Linked DNA regions of Zea mays: region 2 is linked to region 1. Evidence: chromatin contacts called from public Hi-C data. All regions are on one chromosome and are shown on one strand. The core of a region is the stretch at or near the end of the contact, and the rest is flanking DNA. Distances in the headings are between cores, read along the strand shown. Region 1 holds the start of LOC100193537 (nramp aluminum transporter1). Region 2 holds the start of LOC100382839.

Evidence for each region. Hi-C and Micro-C count contacts between places; a contact is called where the count stands out from the background.
Region 2: a Hi-C map of ear shows a contact between it and region 1, with 2.4 times the contacts expected there. The contact joins the promoter of LOC100382839 here to the promoter of LOC100193537 in region 1. A contact is called at or near these places in 5 of 25 Hi-C or Micro-C datasets (bundle sheath, ear, leaf and 1 more).

Annotation. Positions count from the first base shown.
Region 1 is chr5:44,644,261-44,650,872 of Zm-B73-REFERENCE-NAM-5.0, forward strand. LOC100193537 (nramp aluminum transporter1) reads left to right here and starts at 5,324. Exons shown (of 14, transcript NM_001138648.1): 1 at 5,324-5,423; 2 at 6,407-6,568. The coding sequence starts at 6,440.
Region 2 is chr5:44,889,598-44,896,181 of Zm-B73-REFERENCE-NAM-5.0, forward strand. LOC100382839 reads right to left here and starts at 1,277. Exons shown (of 3, transcript NM_001175536.1): 1 at 950-1,277. The coding sequence starts at 1,151.

The DNA of each region.
Region 1 (6,612 bases), core at 4,074-6,573:
GAGGAGGCAATGAAGATAGAGTCGGTTTATAGCATGGCAAGCTGTATTCACAGCTTCCAACCAAAACTGCTCAGGCATCTTGTATTCCCCAAGCATTGTCCTCGCCATGTCGATGAGCGTCATGTTCTTCCTCTCTACTACACCATTTTGCTGTGGTGTGTAAGGAGCAGAGAACTCATGCTTGATTCCTTCCTCATCAAGATACTCTTCCACTTGAAGATTCTTGAATTCAGATCCATTGTCGCTTTTGATCTTTTTCACCTTGAGCTTAAACTCATTTTGAGCTCTCCTTAGGAAGCACTTTAAAGTACCTTGGGTTTCTGATTTATCCTGCAAAAAGAATACCCAAGTGAAGCGGGAAAAATCACCAACAATTACAAGACCATACTTACTTCCCCCGATGCTAAGATAAGCAACATGCCCGAAGAGATCCATATGGAGGAGTTCTAGTGGTCTTGACGTTGTCATCACATTTTTTCCTGGATGAGTAGTTCCCACATGTTTTCCTGCCTGGCAAGATGCACAAGGTCTATCTTTCTCAAAATAGACATCGATTAGTCCTAACACATGTTCTCCCTTTAGAAGCTTATGAAGATTCTTCATTCCAACATTTGCTAGACGGCGGTGCCAGAGCCAGCCCATATTAGTCTTAGCGATTAATCATGCATCTAGATCGGCATTCTCTTTAGTGAAATCAACTAAATAAAGCTTGTCATCTAATACACCTTTAAAAGCTAATGGACCATCACTTCTCTAAAGACATATACATCAATATTTGTAAATAAATAATTATATCCCATATGCCATAATTGATTTACAGACAATAAATTGTAACCAAGCGATTCTACTAAGAACACATTAGAAATTGAATGCTCGGTAGTGATGGCTATTTTACCCAACCCATTGACCTTGCATTGATTCTCATCACCAAATATGACTGTGTCGTGGGAATCCTTATTCTTGACGTAGGAGGTGAACATCTTCTTCTCCCCCGTCATGTGGTTTGTGCATCCACTGTCAATAATCTAGCTTATGCCCCTAGTTGCATAAACCTGCAAGGTAATTTAATCTTGGGTTTTAGGTACCCAACTCTTGTTGGGTACTACAAGGTTAGACACATAAGACTTTGGAACCCAGATGCAAGTTTTGTCTCTCTTGCACTTAGGCCCCAAATTTCTAGCAACTACTTTATCAGTTTTACACATAAGCACAAATGAAGCATCATAAGTGTGGTAAATCATAGTTGGACCACTAGATGTGCTTCTAGGCACATGAGAAACAACATGGTGCCTAGATCTACTCCAACCATGAACATATGAAGAGCTAACGATGCAAACATGGCATGAGAATCAAAAACAACATCATGACGTACATGTAAAACAACATGATTATAACAACTATCATGATGAGCAATGTTAGAGGCATTCTTAACATGGGCATACAAATAATCATGATTCTTTTTATCATGAGAAGAATAAGAGCTACTAGCCATAGGAGCCTTCCCTTTCTCCTTGATGAGATTGGAAGTCCTTTGGCTTGTTAAGTTCTTGATTCCCTTTTGAAAACCAAGTCCATCTTTAATGGAGGGATGTCTACCAATGGTGTAGACATCCCTAGCAAATTTTATTTTATCATTTTCATTCTTGCAAGTCTTAAGTTGAGCATTAAGATTTGCAACATCATTATTCAACTTAAGAATAGTGGAAGCATGAGTATTGCAAGCATCAATATCAAAATCTTTACACCTGTTACAAATAGACACATGCTCCACAAATGAATTAGTAATATTCACTTTTTCTAGCCTAGCATTTAAATCAACATTTAAACTTTAAAGACTAGAGAGAGAATCATTACAAGAAGATAATTCAGAAGAAAGAAGTTCATTTCTCTTAACTTTTAAAGCAAGAGATTTTTCAGCATTAACAAGTTTATCATGTTCTTCATAAAGAATATCTTCTTGTTTTTCTAACAACCTATCTTTCTCATTAAGGGCATCAATTAATTTATTGATTTTATCTACTTTAGATCTATCTAAACCCTTAAAGAGATCACTATAGTCTACATCATCATCAGATTCCTCATCACTAGAAGAAGTGTACTTGGGGGTATCTCGTGTACGTACCTTCTTCTCCTTAGCCATGAGGCATGTGTGATGTTCATTGGGGAAGAGGGAGGTTTTGTCAAAGGCAGAGGCAGCCAGTCCTTCATCATCAGAGTCGGATGAAGAACAGTAGGAGTCCCATTCCTTGCTAATGTGCGCCTCGCCCTTCGCCTTCCTGTAGTTTTTCTCTCTCCTTCCCTTTCTTTTCTTGTGCCTGATCATTATCATTATCAGGACATTGTGCTATAAAATGACCAAACTTACCGCATTTGAAGCAGGAGCGTTTTCCCAATAATAGTCTAGCAAGCTCACGAGCTCCGAAGTAGCTGATGCATCCATAAGGGAGTCAATTCTTAGCAAGGTTAATACATCCTTCAGACAAGCTTTGTTGAGATATGTGAAATGAATGCACATCCTCCATTTCCATTTGATGTCTTTACCATGACCATGTTGGCAAGCCATTCTAGGTAGGTAACTTCTCTTACTACTCCAACACTAAGGAGTCTTTTTTACATTAGCCATCGCACCTTTGGCTTATCATCGGACATCTTTTAAAGCCTTTGCTTTCTTGGTTTAATGTTTAGATCTATGTTGAGTGCATGCTCTATGATGCTTTTATCAACTCCAGATAGGTCATTAGCTAACCAAACAAAGACATCTTTGTTGTGAAACAAGAATCTTTTGAGGGTTGCTCCATGTTTCGAAGCTAGTTGAGGACATAATAAAACCCTTTGACCATCGACATCTTTGTAGAGGAGGACTGGCTTCGACTGATATATTGAAGTTGCTTTTTCTTTGACTTGTTTGTCTTGCACTTGAGCTTGAGTTTTAGCTTCGTCGATATTATGGATAGCCTTGGACTCTTGCTAGGTTCCTTCAACCCTTCTTGCGGCTTCTTGACTTCCATGGACTGATATAATGCCTTGATTGCTTAGTATTTTCATGCAGATAAAGTGTAGTGTAAAACTGCTTTGAAGGCATTGAGTAACCCTCTTCCAATGATTTTATTATATGGAAACTCCTTGTTGATGATGTCAAACACAACTTCCTTTGTTCTGGTGTTTTTGATGTAGCCGAAGGTAACAAGCATGGTCAACTTCCTGTTAGGAGCCTACATTGCCGAAGGTCCTCTTATCAACTGTATTGCATAGTTGTGCTTTAAGAGTACAATAAAGGTCATGTCGAAGATCACATGTTCACGAAGAAACAATTATCTGTCTAGCATATAGCTTCGACGTGAATAAGTGTGTTTCAGGAATGTTTTCACTTGCATACGAAGCTAACCTTTGGCTCAAGCAGTAAACAAGTACGCTTCATCTATATGCAAGTAGCAGAGACGACTGTCGAAGGCAATGACTTCGGGCACGAGCCAAAAAGAAGGTTACTGAACAACGAAGGCTGAGACCCGCAAAGCCGAAGGCGGAGAAAATACGATATTGTCCTTATATCACTTGTAAACAGTATATGTAAAACCTTGTTGGACATAATTGTAAATCTGTATAAAGACGAAGTGTTAATTATAGGATGAAGGTCTTCATTTTTAACTGGTGTTGACTTGATTGATAATTGTTACTTCTATGTACCAATATATTTTGATGCTCCTATGTGTTTGAAGGAGCAATTTATATGTTAAACGCATCGCGCAAGACGCTAACAACTTACTAGTAGCAGAATAGAATCGAGGATATACAAAATTCTGTTTTTAGCATCTCGTTTCATGAAATTTATCAATCTGGTAACTTTTTTGTGGATTTGAATTCCACATAACGAGAGCCTTTGCATAGAATTTCATAAAATTAAGGAGATGTTTGAATGCAATAAAGCTAATAATTAGTGATTAAAATTAGGTAGAGACATCTAAACACTTTAGCTAATATTTTAGCTATTAACTATTTTTAGTAAATTAGCTACTAGTTAGCTAACTATTTGTTAGCTTGCTAATTCTACTAACAACTTTTTAGCTAACTAACTATTATCTCTAGTGTATAGAAACACCTTCTTTATATATTACAGCGTCGGTGGATGAATCACGAGCTGGTGGCCGTGGCGGTGCCGTGTGCCACGTGCCCGGGTATGCTGGCAGAGAAACACGGTGGACTCGGTCACCGAGGTGGGCAGTCAGCATTGGACTCATCTGTCATCTCCGGGCAAAACGTGCTCCATCAACCATCGCAGGCTCGCAGCCTAGGAAAAATTAACTTTTTTGCTATATAAATAAAACTTCGTTAGTGAGTGAGTTGTATGATTAACTATACGTTTGGTTGAGGAGGCAGTTCCATTTCGGTTTCTAGGAATTAAGACATTTTATTCTGTGTTTGACGAGCAGAACAAAACCGCTTCATTTTTGTTTGGTTGAAAAGTAGAATAGAGTGAAGCCGTTTCGTTCGTTGTTTGATTGGAGAGCCATATAAATGTAGAGTGGAGGAGAGGGAGAAGAGCGCTCGCGTCCGTGAGAGAGCTCGCATCCGATTGTTTTGGTGGAGCGAGAGCATCCCAAATATTTGCCATATATAGATTTCAGGAGCCGCTCCGCTCTCCTCCATTGGAAACCAAACATCAAAAAAATAAGAATGGAGCCGTTCCATTTCTCTCCGCTCCTCAACCAAACACATCAGCAGTGTTCGGTTAATTCCGTTATCCATGAATTGGATGAGATTAAAAAAATTAAGAAGAAATTTAACTTTTTTGGATTTAAATTCACCCAATCCCACATAATTCGCATGGATTGAGAACTAACCGAACAGACCTAACGGGACGTTTGGATCCCTTCATTTAGAGGAATTGGAATTCACTCAATAAAGTAACTTATTTAGTTTGGAATTTGACATTCCACCACTTTCTAAAGTTAATATATAAGCCTATCTCAAATTAATGGGATGGAGGGTGAGAAATGATTTTATGCATGACTAGAATTGGTTTCTAATCTATAACTTACATGACACTCTTCGTCTCACTCCCTTATAGTAAAAATATAGCACATAAATATTTTCGACATCTTGCTAATAATATTATATAAATATATTTTGTATAAAATCGAATTAGCTTAATTGATATATGACTAAATTACTGTTATTAGAATGTAATTCAATTTCAATAATCCAAACGGGAAGTAAGTGAATTTTGTAAAAATGACAAAAAGGAAGAGTCCCGCAGCGCACAACGGCCGCACAAGCAAAGGCGGGGGAGAGAGCTCCGTGCAGTCACCGTCGTGTTCGGAACGAGCGAGAGAGCGGGAGACGAGTCGCGGCGCCTCTGCTGTGCTGTCTTCTTCTCCCCCTCTGCTCTGCTTCGGCTCCTCACGCGGCCTCGCCGAGACCCGCAGGTACGCCTTCGGCCTTCCCATTGGGACTCCTCCGTGACTCCGTCTCCCTGGGGTCACGGGTCCGCGCCGCCTCAGATCCGGGCAACCCGTTGCGACACCGCCTTGGTGCGGCTGCGGTGGTGGGCAGTTCCGTGGTACTGCGGCAGGCACGCCAAAGACAGTTTCTCTTTTCTTTCTTCCCTGCTGCCCATGGCGGCGGCCGGGCGGAGAAAGATTGAACTCTTGACTCTTCTCACTGCCATAGCAGATGTATGCACGCACGCAAACGTTCCTTTCGGTTGCGTCAGTAGCCTGTAAGCTTGGCTGCTCGGCTCTGTGATCTTCGTTCCTCCTCTTTCGGGCAACCAGGTTCAATCTAATTTCGATTTGGTAGCTAACTTTTTCAGCAAGTGGTTGTTAGGTGTTGTTGCATTTGTGGTGTCCGAGATTGATTGGTAACCACACGCCACTTGCGAGCGACCCTTTTTGACTGTTTTAGTTTCTCCCTTCGCATGCGCCTGTGTCCGTAGGATTCTGTTGCGTCGATTAGCTTAGGTATGGGGAAAAGGTCGAGCCTTGCATTTCAATACTACGTGCTGTCATTTCTATATTCCTGATGCTCCGCTGCTGATCACACGCTCAACTGCCTTTAGCTCTAGACCGCTCAATCTGCTCTGGGGAATATTTCATCATGTGTAAAGTAGGTGCCCGGCGTCGTCCCATTTGCTGGATCAAGTTAGGTTCAAAAAAATTGAAATTACTACTTTTCCGGTTTCCAAACACATACAGTGATCTCCACTTTGTCTTCGATGCACTGTGCTCTGGTCGCTCGTTTATCTTATCTTCGCCTGCCTGTGGCCTGTGGTGGTACTGATTCGTGCTATCCTACTGGAGAATTTGTCAAACCCCCGCTAGGCATATTTTTCAAACTCACGGCACAAAGCTAGCGTCACTTGGAAGAGTACCTATATAAATAACACCCCCTTGCTGCCTTGTGCTTGCAGAACAGGGGGTTCAGACTTCTTGGTGAGAGCGATATGAGTGTCCCAGGTCAATGCTCATCCCAGCCACAATTTATCACCAGCGTTGGGAGGAGTAACCGCTCCAATGGCCCCGGCACTCCTCTTATCGAAAGCATAGATGTTGATCAAATTGTTATTCCAGAGGTATGCTATACTTTTGATAGCCCGTGCTTGATTTTGGAAAAGAA
Region 2 (6,584 bases), core at 27-2,526, 240 kb after region 1:
AAAGGGATAAGCGCGACGATTGAATTGAAGGAAAGAAAAGAAAGGGATTCTTGGCAAGTTGATCGGTGAAAGTTGCAGGAGAGGATGTCATGGTCTCTTCGTTCACTTATGGCTCGGAGTGGGACACACAGTTTCAACTAGCATGCACAGTACACTCGTGGTTATTCATGCATCTTGGATTTCGATGCGCCCATGCAATTAATCGAATCAAAAGTACATGGCTGTATGCATGCATGTGTGTAGGAGTATGCTTTTGTGCCATTTGGAGGAGGAACACGCAGGGATGTAGGGAAAAGGAACAAAGAGAATTTTCTTGGAATACATGGCTACTAGTAGAGTAGTAGTAGTCTGGCTAATAATGGAGAGAAGAAGGCATATGGCAGCTGTTTTTTTTTTTTTGAGATCTTATTGGCTAGTACAAGTATAGATGTATATTAGTATATGTATTATTCTTGTAGATCGGTGAGCCAACGACAGCAGGACATGGGCGTGCCATGATTGGCATCCTTATTGCAAACAGACGTGATCACGCCAAGCGTATCCTGGATGATACATGCAAGCCGCCGTGTAGTAGACTTGCTTGTGTATCAGTATGTCGGAACGGATAATCACAGATCGTACAGCTACTTTCTCATTAAAAAAAAATCTTTGATTGGCATAACATAAAGGATTATTTGAGGGACCAATTCAATCATTAGTCATCAGGAACACATAACATAATAACAGATCAGAACCCAAAGAGAATAATTAATAGCGCTCTCACACAGCAGGGGGGATTAATTCAAAAACCCAAGAGGAAGGGAAGGGAAGGGAAGGAAGGAAGAAGAATTCGCTGCGCAATTAAGGACTTGGCAAGGGGAAAAGCTCGATCATATCAATCTTGGCCAGAAATCAAGGACAGGAACAAGCAAGTTATATTAGCATGTGTAGGCGCCGTCGTCTTACATACCGGGAAGGTCCCAGGGCTCGCACTTGTTGAGATCGACGTCGACCATGGTGGGGCAGCCGTAGATGCTCACCACCACAGGGCCTCCGCCGCCGCCGAGCTTCTTGGCCAGGTAGTCCAGCACGAGCTCGTCGTCGCGCGGGTGGAACCTGAACCCCGGAGGCAGGCTGGCCTCCACCATGCTCAGCGACTTGATGGCCATCATCGGCGTCGTCGCGGAGCTATATATATATATACAGCTCTCAAGAACGACCTCGCTCACCGGCGCGCGGCAGCTACGTACAGGTGTGGAGCTGCTTCTACTCCTCCTCCTCCTTCTCCTACCCCTGTATCATAGAAGAGAAATTAAGAAGAAGCTGGAGAGCGGCGAGAGGCGGGCGTTATATAACAGGAGGAGCCCGCGCTGCCGCTGCTGTACGTGGTCAACTTCTGCGGATGCCCTTCTAGTTCTAGAGCGCGTGAGAGAGAGGGCCAGATCGGGGGCTAGCTAGGAGAGAGAGAAAGAGAGAGACTTTTCTTGGGTAGTGTGCCGAAGCCAGGTGGCAGGCTTTGTTAGGCGCGCGGTGAGCTCAGACGGCGATATGTGCATGGTGTCATCATGCTCACTCAGTCATTCCCGCGCTGCTGATGCACGAGCGCGCGTACATACATACATACATACAATACATGCTATGCATTACGTGCAGAGCGGCGGCATGGCCATGCCTCCGACCCCCACCTAATTAATCACCTAACCGCAGATGAAGGCCGACCGATTAGTATCTCCGTCGATCTTCGCTTCGCCGGCCTAATCGATCCGAGAGACGAATTCACTACTCATTGTTCATCTCCGCCACACGGCACACACATGCATGTGTGTACAATTCAGCATGTGGCTGTTGTGCACTCACAAAGTCCGATCCATCCATCCAGGGAATAATGGACGCGTCCACTCACCACTGCACGTATTTATGTCTGTATACGCAGCAAAAAGAACTACTACTATCTCTACTATACCATAAGGGTACAACGAGGGCGTCCACACACCGTGGCGCCCCCGCCTCCACCCGCGCGTCCGCGCCCCTGCCTCCCCTCACTGTGCGTCCGCATTCGCTGATTCCGCCGCCTCCTCCTCCTCCCCTGTGCCCGAGATCTCGCATCCGCTCCAACTATGGAAGGCCACCACGCGCCATGCCCAGCCATCCTCGGATTCCGCTACCCCATCCTCGGATTCCAGGCGTCGTCCACCCCGCGTGCCCCCGCGCGACGACCCCGTTCCTCGCGGCTTCAGCGCCGCGACCGCCGTGCCATCCCCACCCAGCAGCCATCTGCAACCCCAGTCCCATGACTGCCCCCGCCTGAAGACCCAATTCCCCGCGACTTCGGTGACGCGACCATCACGCCATCCCCACCCATCCGCAACCCCGCTCCCTCGCCGCGCCATCCCCACCCATTCCCTGCCGCCCCTCACGTGATCACCCATTCGCGACGGCAAGGTGCACAGCTCCTACGGGCTCCGCCATCAACACCATGGATACACTCCAAGAGGCCCCTTCAGGTGAGCTTCAGTTTCTCCACGGGCAACGGATCTTGATCGGCCTTAGCAGCTTAGGCTAACTACAGCGGGCCCCTCTCCTTCCCCCTCAGCTCCATTAGAGGCTACAGCTGCCCTCTACACTATACAATTGCCTTCCATGCCTTTTGTTCATGTGATTAGGTTGCATATCCTAGCAGGCTAGCACGCCAATGTGCTACAAACGCTTTCGCCCAATGTTAGGATGCGTGTTTGAGTTTTTCAGAGAGATCCATGTTGACCGTATAAACTCCTTGAGCTGACATACTTATTTTGGATTATAAATGCTATTCAACTTTAGTTGAAATGTGAATTGTTTGAATGTAGCAGACCTGTTAATTTTGAAAGCCATTATATTGCTAAAATTGTAGGCAACAGACGCCGCCCTAGGTCAGGTGCCCAGGTATCCGTCGGACCCTGCCCCGTCGACAGCAAGCACCAGGTATGTCGGCTCCTTCTCTTCCCTGCGGAACCAAGAACCCTAACTTGCTATTTAGCTATTTGTATATGTGTACCTGATCGAGTTACAAGTGCATACGCTCTATTATGCCTAACTTCATTTTGTTTGGCAATAGGTATCGACTGAATCCATATGAAGGAATTGACAGTACAATAATTATTTTGTTTTCTCTGCAGACTAATTGACCGGGAATCGCTTGGTTTAGCAGAACACAACGACTCATAGAAAATGTGGGTTTGATGGTGTCGTGGTACTTGAACTGGACATCGATGATAAGATGCGCCAGCATTTTTGGTAGGCCGTACTACAGCAGTGGATTACACAACGTGATCAAATAAAAAAAAGGAGTTACTTCCTGAAACAAAATACCCTGCACCAGCACTACTGTCCAGTGACTTTGATGATGGAGGTACTATGTGCCATTCTCAATTAACTGAGAAATATTCGAGAACTAATGAGTTTGAATAGCGGTTTAGTTCAAAACTGAAATATTCGAGAACAGATGTAGTATGTGTTTCTGCAAGTTATGGAATTCTTTTTCTATAAACCATGCAATTAACTGCAATTGGTACTTAGATAGCTGAACATTAGGTTTTGTAATTTTGCCATTCTCAATTATATGCTGCCAATTTCTACATTTGTGTTTTTGCAGTCTGTATGAAACTTCTTTGCTTTATATGTGTTACAAAAATGGATCTTGTGATACCTCAGTTACCTGCTACTTTGATGAAACCTCGTGTATGTGTATTTTTTACAAGAAAATATTTTAGTGTTCTTCTCTCATCTTGACTTCGTATCAGCAGAGGAAAACATACATTGTGGAAATAAACTAATTATGGTCTCCGATTTAAGATGTGAGTCTATTATCTTTGTTTTTTTACCATGGTATCCGATCTAAGAATGTAACTCACTCTTTGTTTTCATAGATGACAGTCATACATTATGGAAATAAATTAATTATGGTCTCCGTTGGAAAAATGTGACTTTATTATCTTTGTCATTTTACAGATGACTGTATGGCAACAAAAGATGTACACTAAACTGGCTGGACTGCAGTATAAAATTGTGTACAAGAAGGGAATTGAGAATGGGGCTGCAGATGCTCTCTCTAGGCAGCCAAGGGACACGGTTCAGTGTACTGCTATATCTCAGATTACCCCAGAATGGTTGCAGGAAGTGGTGGCTGCTTATGCTAATGATCCATATAGCCAGGAGTTACTCACTAAGTTGAGTCTGCAAAAGGAGGTTTTGGGTCCTTTCTCGATGCATCAAGGAGTGATTCGCCACAAGGGCCTGGTATGCTTGGCTGGGAATCTCTCTATGCAACAGCGAGTGCTGAAGGCTTTACATGACTCGGCTGTGGGAGGTCATTCTGGTGTTCCTGCTACTTATCAGAAACTGAAACGTTTGTTCTATTGGCCCGGTATGAAGTATTACTGCAGCCTCTCGAGGTTCCACCTCAAGCTTGGCATACCATTTCATTAGATTTTATTGAAGGGTTACCCCAGTCAATGCGCTTTAACTGCATTTTAGTGGTTGTTGACAAGTTTTCAAAGTATGGTCATTTCTTGCCTCTGTCACATCCATTCACAGTAGTTAAAGTAGCTAAGCTCTTTTTGGACTCGATTTACAAGCTTCATGGGTTACCTGTCAATATAATATCTGACAGAGATAGAATTTTCACAAGTTCGTTCTGGCAGCAACTGTTTCATCTGACCGATACTCAGTTGTCTATGTCTTCAGCATATCATCCGCAGTCAGATGGACAGACCGAAAGGTTAAACCAATGTTTGGAGACATTTCTCAGATGTTTTGTGCATACTTGTCCAGCTAAGTGGTCGCATTGGCTGTCTGTTGCTGAATATTGGTACAACACCAGTTTTCAGGAGTCTTTGGGTCGTTCGCCTTTTGAGGTGTTATATGGTTTTGCTCCTCACCATTTTGGAATTGTCCCTGAACATGTGACTCCAAATTTAGAGGTGGCAGACTGGGTGCGTGATCGGGAGCTGATGACCAGAGTGGTTAAACTTCATCTGACTCATGCACAAGATCGCATGAAGAGGCAAGCAGATAAACATCGTTCAGAGAGGACATTTGCTGTTGGGGATTGGGTTTATCTTAAACTTCAACCTTACATTCAGTCATTCGTTGCAACTCGATCCAACAACAAATTGTATTTCAAGTTTTTTGGGCCCTATCAGATTGTGGAGCGTATTGGTGCAGTGGCTTATCGTCTTCAGCTTCCTCCAGCCAGTGTCATTCATCCTGTAATTCATGTTTCGCAGCTGAAGCGTTCTGTTGGCCGTAATGTGTCTCTTTCTTCACATTTGCCTCAGGAGGAGGTGCCTGTGCAGATTCCATTACATATTTTGTAGCGGTGTATGATTGAGCGAGGAGGAGATTTCATCGCCCAAGTTCAAGTGCTATGGTCAGGCATGTCCAAGGAGCTAGCGACATGGGAGGACGAAGCAGCCTTGAAGGTGCGTTTTCCAGATGCACCAGCCTAGGGACATGCTGGTTCTCAAGCCCAGGGGAATGTTGGTGACAAGGAGGTGTCCGGGGCAACAGGCGGGAAGACTATAGCACATCGCCGACAGATTTTTACAAATTATTATCTCCAAATTTAAATCATGTCAGATATATACCGTTGCAACGCACGGGCCTCTAACTAGTTCCTATTTATGTTTCTGCCCCCCTCCCCTCTAGTAGTATAATATACTCTAGTACACTTGTCGCCATTTGCAATACGCCTACAAAAAAAAAATGTTCGCTACTAGCTAGCTGGCTTCGGAGAGTTCACTGGTCCACGTGTCAGCCGCACACACAAGAACGCACAGGCTAACATTGAGCCTGTACGCGCAGCGATTTCTTCCCTCGTCGCATTAAGAGCGCCCTTGATATACATGCCAGCCCTGCTGCTGCCTCCTGCTGGCAGTTGCCAAGTAGTAGTACTCCTAGCACGCCATAGCTAGCTTTTGTGCATATGCAGGTATAAAAGCGGCGGGCGCGCGGTATGGGGTGGACGAAGATGGAGAGATATCCTTCCATGCAGTGTAAAGGTGTGTTGCATTTGGTTTTGGATCGCAGACCGCAAGAGAAAAGCTGTAGCGGCGAGATATTTCCGCCGGACCGGACCCCTCCATGCCGTTACGACGGGTCTGCTCAAACACTTTTCCCCCCTTCAGCTTGCCCAAACATTAAAGCCCTCCGTCGCCTGCGTGTAACTGCTTAGTAGTTGTATAAAAAGTTGCATCCATCCACATCCACACACGAATAGTAAAACTATCTAGTTGTGGGTGTAACCTAGAATTACTTTGAGACAAGCACGTCTAACTCAAAGATCCTTTTGAGTTATGCTTCCGAAAAAGATGTATCTTGTTGGTATTCAATATTTTATCAATATGCCATATTATATGACCATTCTAGGTCCGCATACACCATGTGGTATATGTCTGAACTCATAGTCCGCACACACCCGTGAAACCATAAGAGTCGGCCACATACATTTCTAACACCTCAACCACTCACAGACTAGCGGTAGTTACCTCCTGACAACCGTCTCCTGACAACCATCTAAGATCATAAACCATTCTAAAAAATCATCATGAGTCAACCTAAAATATTGT